Regions from separate parts of the Astyanax mexicanus genome. Here region 2 is linked to region 1. A link is a contact called in public Hi-C data. All regions are on one chromosome and are shown on one strand. The core of a region is the stretch at or near the end of the contact, and the rest is flanking DNA. Distances in the headings are between cores, read along the strand shown.

Evidence for each region. A called contact is a pair of places that touch in the nucleus more often than the background predicts.
Region 2: a Hi-C map of muscle shows a contact between it and region 1, with 7 times the contacts expected there. The contact joins the promoter of egr1 here to the enhancer-like site in region 1. A contact is called at or near these places in 2 of 3 Hi-C or Micro-C datasets (both in muscle).

The regions. Positions count from the first base shown.
Region 1 is chr10:22,482,594-22,489,125 of AstMex3_surface, reverse strand. No RefSeq gene overlaps it. Among protein-coding and RNA genes, the nearest start is that of egr1, 43 kb to the left of the region's middle. Within about 2 kb of position 2,810, the one cell type or tissue checked has an H3K27ac peak away from gene starts, as active enhancers do.
Region 2 is chr10:22,524,498-22,531,029 of AstMex3_surface, reverse strand. egr1 (early growth response 1) reads left to right here and starts at 2,443. Exons shown (of 2, transcript XM_015601221.3): 1 at 2,443-3,258; 2 at 4,131-6,532. The coding sequence starts at 3,054. The coding sequence ends at 5,497.

The sequences.
Region 1 (6,532 bases), core at 1,561-4,060:
TTTGCAGTCTGGTGTCCGTCACAATGCGTTTCATTTCATTTTTAAATAAGTGGGAATGCAGATTTTCTTTTTTTCTTTTCTTTTTTTTGGCATTCTCTCTTACACACACACACACACACACACACACACATACACGTATACAAACAGAGTGCATACACACGTATACAGAAGGCCAGGGCATTGACTGCGTTGTACACGGTGCAGTCCAAAAGGTCATGCAGGAGCTGATAAGGCAGTAGAAGCTTGTGCAGAAATCCTGTAAAACAAGAAGAGAATAGTCAGTCTCCTGCGTTAACACATTCCTGCTGTTTGAGAAAAAAAAACTTCTTCTCTTTAAATTACAACTTAAAGTACAAAGCTGACAAAAGTACATACAGTATGTAGCACAGAAAACCAGCCGGAATCTATCTATCTATTTGTGTAGATAACAGTAGCTCACATAAAGTCTATTAAAGATTACATAACAGGCCCCTATCATGGAAAATTATATAAACTATTACAATTTCACCAAATCTAGAGTATCGAATGTTATAGTTTTAAATTTCCACCGTGTGATAACATGATAAATATAATATCAATGTTTTAAATATTTTCAGTATTAACCCTTTTAGACCCTGGGTCATTTACCATGGACACCATGTATTTTCAGATGTTTATTTTTATTTTTTTGCACATTACACTATGTAGAACCTGTTGTTAATCAGAATAGACTATAAATAAGCCTATGAAAAAGTTTATAAGCCAATGAAACAATTGCCTAGCCCCGCCCACTGCACTGGAAAAAGAAAACAGCACTAGAGCCAAAAAGGCTTAAATTAAAATAGTCCATTTTTACTAATTGTATGTGATATGGAAGACTTTTTTTATGTTTATTTTGGTGTTTTAGGGATGGCTTGTGATGGCTTCCAATCCAATAGACATAAAAAACATAAAACATAAAAAGTTACTTATTTTAGTTAATTGGATTTAATGTAAAAAAAAAAATAATTAATTACACTAAATAGCAATTTACCACATTAACAGCAGTCTATTACATTAAAAAAGCACTTTACTACTTTAAACTACCTCATAAAATGGAATCTACTAGTTAAAGTACTGTACTAACATCCCTCGCTTGTCAGCAACTGTACATTAGCCTTGTAGCTCCAGTGCAAAACTAGCTAAAGAAGCAAACTTTACACAAACAAAGCAAATACATACAGTTAGGCCCATAAGTATTTGGACAGTGATGGACACTATTCATGATTTGGACTCTTCATGCTACCACACTGGATTTAAAATGAAATAAATATAATGTAACTGAAGTGTGGACTATCAGGTTTAATTAAAGGGTTTGAACAAAAATATCCTATAAAGTGTCTAAGAATTATAACTATTTTTCTACAAAGCCTCCTCATTTCAGAATTGGATAAATGAACTCAAAAGCTATTTTATAGGCTGCATGAGCTATTTCCTTATTAATCCATTATCAGTTAAGCAGCTAAAAGGCCTGGAGATGATTCCAGGTGTGGCATTTGCATTTGGAAGATGGAACATGTGGTTAAAGAAGCTTTCAATGGAAGTGAAACAAACCATCATTGGCTGAAAAAAAAATCTATTAGAGAGATAGTGGAAATGTTAGGAGTGGCCAAATCAACATTTTTGTACATTCTGGTAAAAAAGAGTGCAGTGGTGAAATGGGGAACTCAAACAATCCTGGATATCCACAGAAGACAACAGAATCCTTTCCATGATAAAGAAAAAGCCCTTCACAACACCCACCCAAGTGAAGAACACTCTCCAGGAAGTAGGTATATCAGTGTCTCAGTCTACCGTAAATACAGTGGGTTCACCACAAAGTGCAAATCATTAACAGAAAGGCCAAATTAGACTTCAAATCAGACCAAAAAACATCTAAAGGATCCAGCCCTGTTCTGGAACAATGTACTTTGGACATATGAAACTAAGATTAACCTGTACCAGAATGATGGGAAGAAGAAAGTATGAAGAAGGTTTGGAAAAGCTCAACACAATGTTCGCCACATTCTCTGTGAAACATGGTGGTGGTTGCGTAGGCGTGCATGAGTCCAGTGGCACTGGGTCACTATTGTATATTAATGATGTGACATTGTATTGTAAAAGTGATCCAGTTGATTTTTAAAGCACAGAAGTGGAATATTCTGCAGTGGCAGATTTAACCACCAGATTTGAACCTGATGGAGCTAAATTTCAGACAAACTTAAGACAAAACTAAAAGCAAAAAAAGCATCATAAAGGGGGAAACCCAGTGTTTGGTGATGTCCATGGGTTCCAGACTTCATGGATTTTTAACAAAGTATTAAATATTAATATTTTATTTATGCTAAAGTGTATTAGTCCACTGACTTTTGAGCTCCTGATATGAAGAAGCTTTGTAGAAAAATGGTTGTAATTTATAAAAATTTATAAACATTGCATGTTTTTGTTCATATTTTTAAATATTGAGTAAAACCTAATAAAGTCTACACTTCAATAACATAACATCAGCGTTTTATTTTAAATCCATTTTGATGGCATGCAGAGCTCAAAGTGTAAATATTGTGTCAATGTCCAAATACTTATGGGCCTAACTATAGGTCACTGTGGGCTCTTTTGGGTTAAAAAAAGTAAACATTTTTTTACACAATTTTTAAACTGACAGCCTTTTTATATGTGTGTTTATATAAAATAAACACTGAAAAAATGGAGTGGAAGGAAGTATTTTTTTTTTAAATCAGACTCCGGCTGATGTAAAGGGATAAGCTGGGTTTAGCCGAGTCACTGCGAGCCAGAGCAGAGCAGTAGGGCTGGAGTGCAGGGGAGCAGGGAGTGGCTTTGGATTCAAACCCACACACACACACACACACACACACACACGTCCTGCAGTCTGTCGGCAGTCCCGCTGTGTGTCATGTGATCTGGGCTCGGGGAGGAAATGTCTTCTCTCTGGGCCTGCCAGGAAACCTCTCGGCCCATACAAGGCACTTCCTGCCCCGGCACACTCCTTCCTGTCAGCTATGTATGGACTTTCCTGCCCACTCTGGCTTTCTCTCCCTCCCTCTCTCCCTCTTTCTCTCTCTCTCTCCTGCTCTTGGTGTTGGCTGCCTGCCCTGGCAAACTGGCTGGGTAAAATCCTTTCTCTCACTGGCTGTTGCTTTTTTTCTTTCTGTGTGTGTGTGTGTGTATGTGTGTGTGAGCGTGTGAATACGTGTGTGTGTGTATGTGTGTGTGTGTAAAGCAGGCCAGAGGTTTCTGATTACAGATTGCTGCTGTGTAAGGGAATGGCAGTCATGTGTGTGTGAAAGAGAGTACGTGTTTTTGAACATTTTAAGGGCAGAACTTAAAAATCTTTTGGTCTCTGAAAAACCAAAGAAAAGCAGATCTTGTGTCTAAAAATGTACATTAGAGAAAATTAGTTAATTAGTTCAAAATTAGTACATTAATTCATTTGATTTAAACAGAGCAGCCAAAAAAACATTGAGGCCAGTTTTACAGCGAGGATCTTAAAAGTCTTATTACATACAAGAGAGACTGATCCACAGAGAGGGATTAAGCCTGGACTAGGATTATTATGCGTGATTCTGAATGACGATATTTCCACTGAAAAAAATAATAGTAGTCCACGACTAGACGCCATCTAATACTTACATATTCTCACTCTCTATTTTTGCCATTGTACACTTTATACATATTTTAACTATTTGTTTGTGTATTTTTTTTATATTTTCACCCATTGTTCTCCATAATTAGCTTAGATTTGCTCACTTATTAGCACGTCAATGCTCATGCAGACACTAGGAGGGTGAGAACAAGCTCAGGCCTCCTCTGGTACATGTGAATTCAGTCACCAGCTTTTGATCAATGCAGCATTAGCAAGCAGCCATATAAAGCTGCCATATAAATGTCTATATGCTATTACATATATGTACACTCTTTTATTTATATATATATATATATATACATATACACTCTTTTTCTTTTAATCATTTGCTTATTGATTTTTTTTTCCAAGAAATAAAAGGTCTAAATCTTTTCTTTTAACCCACCTGAACTAAGCCGAGTGTGACAGATATTAATATGAATTAGCTCATATGTACACACACATGCATATACACATATATATATATATACACATACATATACATACAAGTATTACAAATATTAGTGCCAACAGTAATAATATAACAATTATTCAAATAATAATAGTAATGCATAGTATTCAATAGAATTAATATATAAGTAAAATGTATGAAATAATAAAAACACAAAACAAACAAACAAACAAAAATAATAAATAAAAAACTTAAACCCCTGCATTAAAGAGAATCTGTTCTAAGGTATGTGGGTGGGATGTATTATTACGGGTTACATATAGGGTTGAACATAGTATGTATATAATATATATGGGACATATTGTTATTACATATGAGTATAAACATTTGTATGTTTGTGTGTGTGTGTGAGCATGTGTGTGTGTGTGTGTATGTGTGTGTGTGTGTGTGTTGCTGCTGTCAGTTGTAGGCTAAGGCGTATCTCAGAATGCCTGGATACACCACACTGCTCCTGTGAGTGTAGAGTGACACACCCCCTGCATTCCCTTTCCTTCGCCTGTGAAACCATCTGAGCCAGAATTCTCACACCACACTGCGCTGGAAGCCACATTAGCTTTAGGAAGTGGAAGACGGGATGTTTTATGGTCAGAAATTCAGGGAATGTTTTAGTTGGACATGTTCTGGTTAAAGAAAAAATAATACCCTTTACGTTTCTGACAAATATTCATCATTTTTAGATTAGAATAGAATGGAAAAAAGTGAGAAGCGCAAACTTAAAGCTTGTCAAACTATGTGCAAATCTAATTTCAGGAATTATTTGCTGTTTAATTAATTATAGACTTAATCTTCAGGCCTTACATTCATTATTTACTTTCTTGTGAATGTTTGGTAAGTAAACTGAGTTAAATTAACTCTTTAACTGAACTGAACTCAAAGTTTTAAGGTGATCTGATCTTACCAGTTTTAGCTATAAAACATTCAACTTGAACACACATTCAATATTTATAAGCACATTTACCTCAACACTTTAAAATAAGGCTCCTTTATAAAGGGTTTATGAATAGTTTATAACTGAAATTATAAATGGTTATAAATAAAGTTAAATCTTAATCAGAGTCTAATATTACTATTTTAAACATCTTAATAAGCACTTACAACACATAAATAGAAAGTGAAACTATATTTTTAACATATCCAATAAAATAATATAGAAAGTCAGTTTAGTCATGTAATCATGTAATTAAATAATTATAATTTAATCAATAAAGTTATTAACAAAAATGTAAAAAAAAAAAAAAAAAAAAGACTGATGGAAAAGACAAAGGAAGATAGCCATCTATTAAGATTTTAGGTTTTACAGTATAAATTAATTTGGAATCTCTATTTGGTACACAACACTTGACTATGTGACAATGAATCTTTCTCTGTGGCTAATCAGTGAATATATATATACGATTTAATGTCCAAAATGTCCATTTTAACTTTGCTAGTAGTTGTGGTAAACTACCCATCTATGGTTAGCAATCTTACTGAAGCTCAGTGATTACCTGTTCAGTATGCTGTTGTCTATACCTGACAACCCTGGGTGTGGAAATGGGACTGAGGGAAATGGCGGTGGGCAGATTTAGAGACCACATACTACATGACATACTACACAGTTCAGAAAACAAAATACTGCCTGAAGCTCTGCAGACAAGAGCTGCAAGTGCTTGAACCCAGCATATTTCCAACTTGATCATATAGTACATTCTGATAATGTTAAGAGTTACTATAGAAAATATAATCCTTAATGGTTCTTTAAAGGTACTTCAAATATATATATATATATATATATATTTTAATGGCTTTAAGCAATATCATAAAAGAACCTATTTTGTTTCCCATACAGAAGGTTTGTAAGAGAAGCTTACAAACTCTTTAGCTCTTTAGCGGATTAGAGAGCTTAAGAACATTCTATTACAAACATGGTTCTTCTAATCTATAGCATAGCTCGAAAGCACATTTATTTTTAAGAGTTTGGGCTAAGAAATCGTCACTCTACCACTGTAAGAAACTTTCACTATGATTCAGGGAGAGCTGGTTTGAATCCCGGATCATGCCATCAGCAGCCAGAGTCTGAGATAGATGAGGTAAATGACACTCTCTCCCCACATCACTCCCAGTGTAAATATGGTCAACACAGCAAGAAAAGAAGTAGTGGCTGGCCTCAGATGTTCATATGTATCTGAAGAGGCATACGCTTGTCCTCACCCTTCTAGTATTGGGGGCATTACTAGTGAGGTGGGGGAGTTCATATGAAAGTGGATTGAGTCCAAATTGGTTTGGAAAAAAAATTATAAAATATTTTGTAAATCAATTAAAAATGGTTTGTGGCTGCTTCGCTGCCTGTCATCAATGGAAAAATGAATTCCCAAGTTTCCCAAGACATATTGCAGGAAAATTTAAGACCATCTGTCCACCAACTGAAGCTCGACAGAGGATGG
Region 2 (6,532 bases), core at 1,194-3,693, 42 kb before region 1:
ACTAAATGGGGCTAGCAGTTACATCAGACATTTATATTATATAGTATAGAATTTAGTTATATAATATAAGATTCTTTGAAGAGACCTTTGGAAATGGTTATAGTAAAACAATAATACAAATATATTTAAATAAAGAAATTGGACATCTGAGATGCTATACCTTAGATTTTGCATAATATTTTATATAATATATATAAATGTGCAGAGCTGATTCCAAGACAATTTAGAGCAAATTGTTTATTTGTATGTATATTTCTAATTGTATATTAGTGATATTTTTGGGGTGCTATATAGAACCATTTTCACAAGATATGTAAAGAACTAATGGTTAATCACTAGATCGATATACAGAGAGGCAGATAGATAGAGACACAGAGAGATAGACACATAGAGAGATAGACACATAGATAGATAGATAGATAGATAGATAGATAGATAGATAGATAGATAGATAGATAGACTCAACATTTCATTGATCCACAGCTAAATACTTGGTGGCTTCATACCCCTCTAGTAAATGCCTGACTTTAGCTATGGTGTCATACCTGTGCATTTTTCTCAGAATTGCACTGGAATATTGCATTGGAACATTTTTGCTGCAACTAAAGTCATATACCTTGTATTTACATGACTAAGACCAAATTAAACTACTCATTAAATGCATTCTTTGGCACCTTTAGAGCTATAATCACTGTGGCACCCCTAGACACGTCACATGCCTTCAATGGGTCTTTCATCAGTAATATACACTAATACTGAGAATAACTGTTAGTGCTCATGTTCAAAGCAAGCTATAAAATGCATTAATTACTTACTAATTAAATATTAGAATAATTTCTAATTCTGGAATTTGGATAATAATTTATATTTTTGGATTGAGTGAGCTATATATTCTGATCAGTAAAACAAAAGAGGTTTGAAATAAGTAACTTGACTTGTAATGAACATAAAATATGACATTATTAAATTTAAATTATTGTTATTTTTGTCAGCAGTGAGTGTGATTGCAAGTAGCTGAATGCATTCAGTAGCAGGGATGTCCACAAACGTATGGGGTAGACAGACAGACAGACAGATATACAGTCAGACATCACTATACTATATATGTGTTAAAGTCTGATATATCTGACAGATCCCAGCACAGCCCTCTGTTCTGATTCCTGCAGAGTGAAGCTGCCGCGGGTGAGCATCTCTTCAGTAATCAGATCTGGGATTAGAGATTATATAAAAAGTGAGAGCCCGAGAGAGAGAGAGAGAGAGAGAGAGAGCGCTGGAGAAGCGGAGTTATGAGGGAGGAGGAGGGCAGTGTTCAATCAGCACTGTGCACTGTGGACTTCCACACAAACAGCAGCAGCAACAGCGCGAGCTGTCCCCGCTGCAGCCCAGTTCTCCCACACACACAAACAAACACACACTTTATCTAAACCCTACTTTAAATGCCTCTATGCGGTCGTTTAAGCGCAATCTAGCTAAAAAAAGAGGCACAACGTTTGAAAAATAGTAAATAGATCAATAAAAAGCGCGCGAATCCGCTGAAAACAGCGAACGCGGGGGAGACCGCAGCGCGCGAGAGGGTCCCGGTCCTACCGCTCGAGCGAGCAGAGCGGCAGGGCTGGAGGGCGCGAAGTCGCTGGAAGTGTGTGTGTGTATGTTTGAAAGAGAGAGAGAGAGAGAGAGAGAGAGAGAGAGATAGAGAGAGAGAGAGAGAGAGAGAGTGCCTGTGTGTGTGTGTAAAGTGAAAGTGCAGACTACGAGGTAGAAAGAATAAAGGAGGGAGAAATGAACTGCGAGAAGAGAAAAGAGAGAAAAGTTGCCTCATAAATCTGCAGTTCGGGGCTCGGTCGCGCTGCTCTGCTGACATTCGGGTGATTGTGTTGATCGCCGGACTTCAGTTTGCGCCCCAAACCCGCCAGGAAGCTCCAAATAAGGGCAGGGAAGTGGAAACCCACCGGATGCTCTCCTTACTTAGTCATGACCTTATATGGCGTGGCGGAGCGAGGGGGCTTCCGGCCGGGCTCTGCTCTGCTGCTACAGCGGGGACGGGAAACCCGAGCGCGCGCTGCCGAGCCGGGGCTGAGAGCGAGAGGGGGGGGGGGGGGGGGGGGGGGGGGGGTCTGAGAGAAAATAAAACCACATAAATAAATAAAAGAACAAGAACTTCTCTCAGCACCATCGATCTGCACTGGAGGAGGAGGTGGAGGACGCTCGGGCTTCTCCTCTCCGTTTATTGCACAGACTTTAAGGCTAAAGCTCACTCAGTTTGCTTTCTTTTACCCCCCCCCCCTCCTCCTCTCCTCTCCTCCTCCCCTCCTCTCCTCTTCCCCTCCCCTCCAGGCAAACGTCATGTGTCTTCCACTGCAGTGCCTAAATATGGTCCTTCCTCCAGTCCATATATGGACATCTACGTCACAGACAAGAGGGTATATATAAAGGACTGGGAACCTCTGAGCAGAGCAAGAGCAGAGAACCCAAGCGACTCAACATCAAGGCTAGACAGCAGATAATATACATTAGGCAGTAGGCAACCCACTGCGATATAGCATACACACACACACACCTACACACACATACAAACCGAACTCAACTCAAGTGAACTCAACTCAAAAACAACAAGTAATCACCTTGAAAAAAAAGGCTGATAAGAACTTGACTGGACCAAAACAAGCAACAAATACTAACAGGGTCCACAGTCAAAAAATTCAACTCTGAACTATTGACAACTCCGGCTACCGCGACTCTTAGGGAATGGTCAGCACCGGCACACCTTGATTTATTCTCAGTCATTGGTTCTGAGAAAAGAAGAGAAGTGGATGTTCATACTTTTCTGGACCGAGACGAGCCTTCCTGGAGCCTGCAAGCTCTAGAAGAGACAGTGAGGAGAGATAGGAGGAGGAGAAGAAGAACAACAACAAGAAAAAGAAGAGGCGATCACAGCATCTTCCTTTTCGTTCGTTCTCATCCCACAGGGGCTTGCTGGGGATCTCTCTCTCTCTCCACCTCTCTGCACTCGTTCACTGTTCTGCACTCAGACTCTGCACACAGACTCCACAGAGATGGCTGCAGCCAAGACAGAGCTCCTGCCTGCCCTGCAGATCTCGGACCCCCTGAGCTTCCCCCACTCGCCCATGGATAGCTACCCTAAGCTGGAGGAGATGATCATGCTCAACTCGGCGGGGACCCCCTTCCTCAACGCCTCCGTGCCTGAGGGCACATGCTTCAGCGGGGAAGCGGGGGAGCAGTACGACCACCTGACTGGAGGTAAGGGCTGGAACTTACTTGATGATGTGTTCTTGCTGAAAGTGTTTTTGTATTTGTGCAGATTTGTTTAAATGCAACCAGGGTGCATGGCTTTAAAGTGAAGAAAATTGTGGCTTAATTGCTTGGGTGCTTGGAACTTATAATTGATTGACTTGACTGTAAAAAAAAAAAGAAATCAATGAGTGCATCATTAATTCAAGCATGCATTTAATGCACCTATATATTCTAATAACAGTATTTGTATATGATCTGACTGATTGAGTACTTTAAAATAACAATGTGTATTCATTCTTAATTCTAAATTGGTAAAGAATGTCTCAGAATCACAACAGTCTTAAAAGGTATGCATTAAAGCATCAAATGTGCATTGACAGCAGTCATCTAAAATGTGCAGGCACACTTAATATAAATAGCATTTTCAAGTCAGCTAAATTGCAGATTGAATGATCAGCTGTCATGTATCTATTAGTCATGTAATGGAAATTAAGACCTGTGAGAGTGGAGAGAGTTGAGGAGAGCAGGAATGCAAATGGCTTAGCTTGCGCTGGCTTGAACGCTTGTCTCTGAGGGAGATCAGCAAACGTGCGTATGTTAGAGGAAGATCAGCAGCATGTGTGTGTGTGCGAGAGTGTGTGTGTAGAGTGTGTTTGGGGGGGGTGGTGGTTAAGGGGGATTCTCCCGCTTCTCCATCAACACCTGCTGCTTTGTCTGGGAAAATGGGGAAACACAAGCTTTGCTGCCAGCAGGCTCCCTCATCTCAAACACCTCAGGGACCTTTAATGTGCCTTAATGTGACTCAGGGCAGCTGACAAACATCCATCCAACTGGAACATGCTGCTAAACTCTGCCTTCTTGTTGTTTTTTTGTTGCAGACACTATTTCTGAAATTGCCATCAACTGCGAGAAGCTGCCTGAGCAGGGTTACCCCACCCAGAGGCTGCCCCCCATCTCCTACACAGGGCGCTTCACCCTCGAACCTGCCACCAACTGCAGCAACAGCCTATGGGCGGAGCCTCTCTTCAGCCTGGTCAGCGGCTTGGTGGGCATCAACCCACCCCCTGCCTCAATTCCCTCCTCTTCGGCTTCCCTGGCCACTCCTTCTTCGGCCACTTCGTCTTCCACCCCCTCTTCCTCGTCCTCCTCTGCCTCATCTTCTTCCTCATCCTCGACAGCATCTGCGCTGAGCTGCTCTGTCCATCACAGTGAGCCCAACCCCATCTACTCAGCCGCTCCCACCTACTCAAGTGCCAGCCCTGACATCTTCCCTGAGCCAGGCTCTGGCTTCCCCTCGGCAGTGACCAGCAGCTCCTTGCCATACCCACCCCCAGCCTACCCTGGTGGCAAGGCCTGCAGCACCAGCTTTCCTGTGCCCATGATTCCTGACTACCTGTTCCCCCAGCAGCAAGGTGAAATCAGCCTGGTGCCACCTGACCAGAAACCCTTCCAGACACAGGCAGGTCAGCAGCCATCCCTCACGCCACTGTCCACCATCAAAGCCTTTGCCACACAGACTGGCTCACAGGACCTGAAGGGTGTCTACCCATCGCAGCTGATCAAGCCTGGCCGCGTCCGCAAGTATCCCAACAGGCCAAGCAAGACACCCCCTCACGAGCGGCCCTACGCCTGCCCAGTGGAGACGTGCGACCGGCGCTTCTCTCGCTCTGATGAGCTGACACGCCACATTCGCATCCACACAGGCCAGAAGCCCTTCCAGTGCCGCATCTGCATGCGCAACTTCAGTCGCAGTGACCACCTGACAACGCACATTCGCACACACACAGGCGAGAAGCCATTCGCCTGTGAGATCTGCGGCCGCAAGTTCGCCCGCAGTGACGAGCGCAAGCGCCACACCAAGATTCACCTGCGGCAGAAAGACAAGAAGGCAGAGAAGACGGCTGCTGCCGCTGCTGCAGTGGCCCAGAACACCTCAATCACCTCAGTTTCCATCTCAGTCCCCTCACCTGCATCCAGCTACCCTTCTCCCATCGCTTCCTACCCTTCTCCGGTCTCCTCCTTCCCCTCCCCAGTGGCCTCATGCTACTCCTCCCCAGTCCACACCTCCTACCCTTCCCCCTCCATCGCCACCACATACCCCTCAGTCTCCAGCACCTTCCAGACGCAAGTGGCCACCTCCTACCCCTCCTCTGTGGCCAGCAACATCTACAGCTCACCCGTCACCACCCCAATGACCGACATTCAGGCAGCCACGCTCTCCCCACGGACAGCAGACATCTGCTGAGACTCTGCCCCAGTCCTCAAACCTCGGAGAAGCCCCCACTCCTCCATCAACTTCAGCTCCTGTCTGAGAGGGACAGAAAGCGTCATGGACTTGTCAATCCCCCTCTCTGCAAAAAAAGCACTTTTCTCTCTGCACTCTTTGCGAGGTTCAGTTACGCAAACGGTCAAGCACTCAGCAAAGACGTTTGCAGACAAAAAAGGGATGTTTTCTTTGGTCTCGCTCTCTCGCCGCAAAATCCCTTCCGTTTAAACGAGGCATTCAAGACTTTAAGAAGGACAAAAAAGAAGCAACAGGCTTTGGCAAGTTTCTTTGTTTTCCTCTGACTGTACACGTATAGCCGTACAAGCAACGAGCAGAAAGGACTGTATGTTGTAATCTAATGCCTGCAGGTTTCAAGCTCAAACGCCCTCACTAGGCAGGAGTACATTTACAAAAAGACATTTGAGTAATATACATAAGCTATAGTATATGTATATTGTACATGTGCCATGTTTGAGTTTTTTTGTTTTTACTTTTTAGTACCATTGTTGTGAAAATTGATTTGAATATTTGCATTGTATTATTCTAAATTGAGCAGGGCCATATTTTATACATTCTGTAGTACGTAGTGAAAATGCTGTGATAAGTTTTTTGACTTTGTTTGGATAAAAGCACTTAAGTATTCTGACGCATGTGTAAGAGTGATGTTACTTTCTCTTATTTTGTAAATATCATCCACTGGTACTATTCCTCTCTCTCTCTCTCTCTCTCTCTCTCTTAAATCTCAAATGTGACAACAGCAGTCTGTTTAACAGAGGGGGAAAATAATGGAAAAAAAGACAAAAACATCAACAACAGATCTTCAAATTTTTCGGTGCCTTTTGAGAAGCCTTGCAGATGTTTTGACAGATATACGCGAGAGTGGATGCTTTGCATCTAGCCTTAAGGTGTAAGGGATTTTTTTTCTCTTTTATTTTCTTTGTTTGGAAAGTCATTTCAAGGAACGAAGGGAAAGAATACGAGGGCACTGCATCATGTTTTTTGGGATGTAAGCAA